Regions from separate parts of the Gasterosteus aculeatus genome. Here region 1 is linked to region 2. A link is a contact called in public Hi-C data. All regions are on one chromosome and are shown on one strand. Each heading gives the region's core, a stretch centred on a gene start, on an enhancer-like site or on the middle of the called end of the contact. The rest is flanking DNA. Distances are from core to core; before and after follow the strand shown.

The links. Hi-C and Micro-C count contacts between places; a contact is called where the count stands out from the background.
Region 1: a contact with region 2 is called in a Hi-C map of liver, with 4 times the contacts expected there. The contact joins the enhancer-like site here to the promoter of maml3 in region 2. A contact is called at or near these places in 6 of 6 Hi-C or Micro-C datasets (blood and trunk muscle, liver, skeletal muscle and 2 more).

The regions. Positions count from the first base shown.
Region 1 is chr9:11,076,226-11,079,088 of fGasAcu3.hap1.1, forward strand. The region is part of intron 3 of maml3 (mastermind-like transcriptional coactivator 3); the gene reads left to right. Among protein-coding and RNA genes, the nearest start is that of naa15b, 14 kb to the right of the region's middle. Within about 2 kb of position 1,501, at least 2 of the 9 cell types and tissues checked have open chromatin away from gene starts, as enhancers often do.
Region 2 is chr9:11,010,602-11,013,676 of fGasAcu3.hap1.1, forward strand. maml3 (mastermind-like transcriptional coactivator 3) reads left to right here and starts at 1,304. Exons shown (of 6, transcript XM_040186595.2): 1 at 1,304-3,075.

The sequences.
Region 1 (2,863 bases), core at 251-2,750, 66 kb after region 2:
CATGACAACATATTAGTTCAATTTTGGTTAAAGGATGATCCCGAGAGAACCTGTCAACCCGGTCCATTGTTTTTGAGCAGTAGGGGGGTTATGAGCATTGCCCTTTAAATTAAATATTTGTGTGTGTGTGTGTGTGTGTGTGTGTGTGTGTGTGTGTGTGTGTGTGTGTGTGTGTGTGTGTGTGTGTGTGTGAGTGTGTGTGAGGGCGAGCCATTCAGAAATAGGCCAGTTAGGGTTTAGAGCAGAAAGATGTTAAGAGATTAAACAGGCCTCTGTGGGGAGCAAGACTCCTCTCCAGCAGTTTAAATATAACTCTCTCCAGGGACAAGTGAGTGAGTGTGTGAGTGTGTTTGAGGGGAAGTGGGGGTTTCAGTAGGCGGGTGGACGCGTTCGACACAACCGGTGGGTAAGAATCGAACCGCTGGCCTTTTACTAGCAGCAAACCTCGTTACTGTGAGCGTGCAGGTGTGTGTGTGTGCGTGTGTGTGTGCATGTGTGTCAAAGTGATGTCTTTACCTTTGGCGCTGGGGGGATAGTTAGATACTGTGCGGTCTGGCTCCACCATCTGCTCGGGGTTAGTGTGTGTGCATGTGTTTAGTTTGTACATGTGTTGTTATGGTTGTGTCTCAGGTGTTGCATACTTATGTTTTAACCGTGCGCTCTAATACACAACCTGTTTTTTTTCCTTTAACTTCACCTAACGTCACATCTACCATGTTCATCACAGACACACTGGGAGCATCGGCGGACTCATGTCCTGTCGTCTTATTACTTAAAGATATAAAATCAAACAATGACAAGAAATCAGTTTTATAACCTTGAGAAATTTGTCATTTTATTCAAGATAACCGTGTTATTCATTTAGTCATCTGTCAGGGTCATGTGTCCTGTATTTCCTCTCTAACTCTGTTTCTCTAACTTCCGGACCGTGTGTCAGAGAGTGAAGGAAGTCTTGTTTATTATTGAAACGTGCCGTTAGCTACGGTAGCTAGTGCTGAACGTTAGTAGCCTATTTATCCCACACGCGTCAATACTTGTTATTAACGCATTGATTAATTCAGGATTACTACCAGTCTCTCAAAGCGTTTTGATCTGCATAAGACATCGCCAGCGGGGGTCAGGGGTCAGGGTCAACCAGTGGGAAGCTCAAGGACATTCAGATAGTGATGAGCGCTAGCTGCTAAAGACATGTGAACCTGTGACCTTCAGACTTTAGCTCACTCCTTGCATCTGCATCACAAAACATCAGCTGCTGCAACATCCGGTGTTGCTTCCAAATGCAGAATCCCTCCCCAAAAAATAACGCAGACAGATGTACTTCCTCTCCACTTTCTCGCTCTGATGGCAGCCGGAGTCTGCGTAAGAGTCTAATGAAGCATCCGCTCATCCATCCAGCCCTCATTCTCTGTTTCCTCTCTGCTCTCCTCTTATCCCCCCCCCCCCTTCTCTTACACAAGTGGGTGACAGATGTGAGCCACTCTGGAGAGCACACAGACACCCAGCACTCTGCTGCCAGGCGCCGCTGCTCCTATAGGCTCTGTGTGCGCGCTCGTGTGTGTGTGTGTGTGTGTGTGTGTGTGTGTCTGTGTTTTGGTAGTATCAAGTGCAGCCTTAAAGCCAGCCGCTGTGTGGTCACCATGGGATAAGGTGATTTAATATTGACTGGAGAGTGAACGACCATACTAGTGTTTAAAGATACACCTTTAAACACCCGTAGAGACACACACACACACACACATAAAATATGGTAGGCACTCATCTGCTCCATGAGACTCAGGAATGAAATGGAGAATCCTCTCACTTACACACACATGCGCATACACATTTCCGCTCACTTCACGTGTAATGTAATCACCTGAGCTTTCCCTGCTTCCTAACCCAATAACGCTGGCAGCCTCCACCGGGCGCACACACACACACACACACACACACACACACACACACACACACACACACAGTGCGTGTGGTCCTCCGGAAAACAACCTGTGATACATTAACCTCTCCTTTCATTGTATCCGCTCTGATCCTTCCTGCTTCTCGCTGATCTATTTCTGCGAATTTTGGTAACTGATGCAGTTCAACTCTGTTCCTCCTGAAGTCAGGAGCCGGCCACCGCGTCCCATTAGCTGCTGACCCATTTCTGTCGAAGAGCATGGGGCTGGAGCCTGACTCGGGCCCGTCTGAGATGCCAGAAGGAAGCGTCTGGGGTAGGACGGAGAGGCGGAGGCAGATAATGCTTGGGATGCTCTTTGTTACATTATTCAAGCACACCCATGAGTTAGGACAGAGAGGACAGAGAGAATGAAAGATGTACCGATCAACCCGGGGAGAAGAGGTTGAAAGTAAAATTGGCGAATAAATGAGTGTGTTTGTGGAGGGGTGACCAGGCGCGCCGGCCATAACCGCTCCTCCGAGCGCCATCTGCTCCTCGCCGCAGCAACTGTTGCCAGGGTACCTGCTCTCCTCCCCTCTAGCCCACCTTTTACTCCTCCTCTTTTGGCTCGTTGACTCCTTGTTTCCTCCCAAAGCAAGATTTTCTCCCCTTTTTCCCCTCTTCTTTTCAAATGCTGCCCTCCCTCTTTCCCTCGGACATGTGCTCTTCTTTTCCTTCTATTAGTTTAACGATACCTGCTCTCTGTTCAATAGGCTTTATGGGCGTGACATTTAATTCAGTGTACATTAGCAACGCTTCAGCAAATGACTAATAACACTAAAGTACCAGTGGTTCTCCTTCCCATTCATCAGCTCTTTTTCATCTTTTCCTTTATTTGCTTCTCTCTTCTGCATGCCTTATATTTAACTAAATACAGAGTATACATGCTTTAGTTTTAGTAATTTCCTCAGCTTTAAGTGCCAATCAGCT
Region 2 (3,075 bases), core at 54-2,553:
TATGTAGTTGTTAACAATTATCTACAGGGTTGCAACACCCATTTATTTGACGTCTCATATGTATACGGACAAAGTGACAGGCCGCAGTGCGTACAGACACAAAAATGAGAATCATTGGTGTAAGAATCTAGTGTTGAATTTAAATTCTGTAAGTACCGGGCTGAAATTGGGAGAGTGATCTCTTCTCTGGCGTGCCGCACGATGAGCACGTAGAAAATAGCACCGGCAAACGTTATCCGAGCCGAGTTTTTGCCCGGGGCCGGAGGGGCCGGGTGGGAGGGGATGCATCTCCTCGCTCAACCCAGAACAACAACACCCAAACCAAAGCGTTTCCTCCGTCTACAAAGACAAGAGAAAGCCAAAATGTTCCAAGAAAATCCTCATGGCTTCAGGTCTGGCAGATGGGGGATGATGAAACTGTCAGAAAGAGTGTGGTAATAATCCTAAAGCTTCTGCCCCTTTTATTCTCTTAATGCCGACGTCAAGTTACTGCCGAATGAAAGCGACCTTTTATTTACATTTTGGAGATAATGTTAGTTGGTTACGTACTGATCACAGTTTACTCAGTGACCAAACAGTTTGTTCATTAGGCTTTTATGAGTCGTATTTATTGGGTTTGCTTTCTGTATGAATTTTCGTCCATTCGTCAGCTCCAAGTTCTACTTCTGTTTGCACCACAGAACCTCGTTCAAGAAACTAATGTAAAGCGTCACCAAAACGAACAATTACTTGAGGAGGGGTTCAGTTAACTTAACCCTGACTTTATTTAACTTTACATTGCTTTATAATCTTGGCAGTAGTGAGACAACAATCAAATGTTATTGTTCGTCTATTAGTGCTGGAAATAAAAACAAAATCTGTATGATGTTATCAATAAAATCAATAGGGGACTTTGTAGAATAAAAACAGGCTTAGTAAATGAATCCTGATGTGCTTGAAACGTGTAAATTCAACAACGGAAAAATAAAGCGTATAATCTCCTAATTTCTGTGTTGGCCAGTGAGGAGATTGTGACCTTCCATCACGGTTTCAACAATATTTTCATTTGTTTGGGGTTTGACTGGTGCTCTCATTGTTCATCTCGTTGCTTCCATTTCCTCAGCAACAGTTTAATGGCACCTGAACTCGTGCGCCCAACTGTCTATTTGATTTTTGTTTTCAGATGTGCGCTAAATTATGATTGAAATTTAGCTTGAGACAATGTTTCTCAGCTTAGGATAAAGACATCAAATCCAATGTATTGGCCCAGCTTAAAAATAAGATAGGACTTGACATTGACATGGAACCTGTTGTCATGGGGGTTGCAGGGAGGTCGTTCTGTGAATAGTCAGTCACGTTGGGAACCATTGGTGAAGCCTCTGACATCAAAGTAGAAGAATCCTTCTAAACACTAAGAATGCAGACTCACCATTTCATCTTCCAAATTATTTTTATACTACAATAAATCATCAGTTCATGCGTTGTCAATGCAAGAAGATGAGAGTAACACGGTCGTCATGAAGATCATCCGAGTGACCCTTTTTTAAAAATCTATTATCTTTTCTTTTTTTTTTACTGTGACGATCATTTCATTGGAGCACACTGGTGTCCTTCTGTTGTCTTTAAATATAAGACAAACATATTATATTATTGTCTTTAAATATAACAGAAACATAATCTACTGTAAGGAAGTGCCCCACTTTTTCATCCATGCGTTGCTAACCTACAACATATTGCTAATTATGCAGTATGTACTTTCACAAACTATTATCACTTAATGCATTTTATTTAAATTTTTTAGTGGTTCATCAGCAACAGAAGATTCAATTCAATTCATTAAAAAAGACTGACATCCTCACTGTAACTGTATTGCAAGTTATTTCACAATCCAGAGAATATTATCTAACTTCGGAGAATGGATCTGAGTGAGCATGACCCCAGGCGATGATTTGTGGTTGTGTAACTGCTTTGTAGTGTAACTTTCTGCATGATCAGTTTCTCTGGTGTCTTTCAAAAACATAACCGCAGGCAGCAATATGAATCATAATCAAATGATAATCATAACAATAATCATGTTATAAAACATTTTGACGAACCTCACAAACTCCACTCTTCTCAATCCATGTAAAAATTGTAAGATATTTTCTACATAAAGTGTGTGTGTGTGTGTGTGTGTGTGTGTGTGTGTGTGTGTGTGTGTGTGTGTGTGTGTGTGTGTCATGGTTTATTTCTATAACTAAACCCAGGTAATATCATAGTAATGGTATCACAGATAATTTAAATGGTCGTATATCATTAAACTACATAGCATATCAACACTATAAAGCGCTAATTCTATACATTAAAGAACTGTTCTTCAGTATCATGGTGTTTTCATACATCCAGCTGAACAATAACTTCATAGAGATAATAAGCAACTGTAAAGAACAATTTGATCCTTTGGTTACTGTGAAAAGTTCAGAGTCTGTATTACTGCCCTATTTCCTGGCCTAACCACTCTAGTGGTGTTACGACACCTATTATTTAATTTGTATTATAGTTAATGTTTGACTAATTGGGCCTCGTGCACGTGCCTGTGTGTCTTTATGTTAAAGGGAGCGGTTCATACTTTGAAACACGTGTGAAACATGGTGAAGAAATGAGCTTATTCGTCAGCTAACTGGCTGGCCAACGGAACCGAGTTCGGGTTTGGATATTAAAACAGACCGAGCCGGGGGGGGGAGAAAATAGAAACGTTTCCTTTCATCAAACTTTCTACGACACAGGTGGGATCGGTCCGGTCCTTTACGGGGGGGAGGACACACACAGACCCGACTCCAGTCCGGGTTTTCTTGAGCACCATCAGCGGGCTCCTCGCAGCCTCTAGCTGGTTTTCACTCGACTCGTGTCCTGATATCACTCCGCTGGCACGGCGGAGGAGCGGACCTGCTTATTGTGATGGTGGCAAGCGGCAGCCAGTGACTACAGACTTCCGCCACCGCTTCCCGTATCCGCGTTTTGCGCCGTACGGTCTACTCGAGTTGTCTCACCACCGGACTACCGAGGGTGCTTGTAACCCCCCCCCCCCCCTCCCCGCCCGCCCCACCTCCCCCTCCA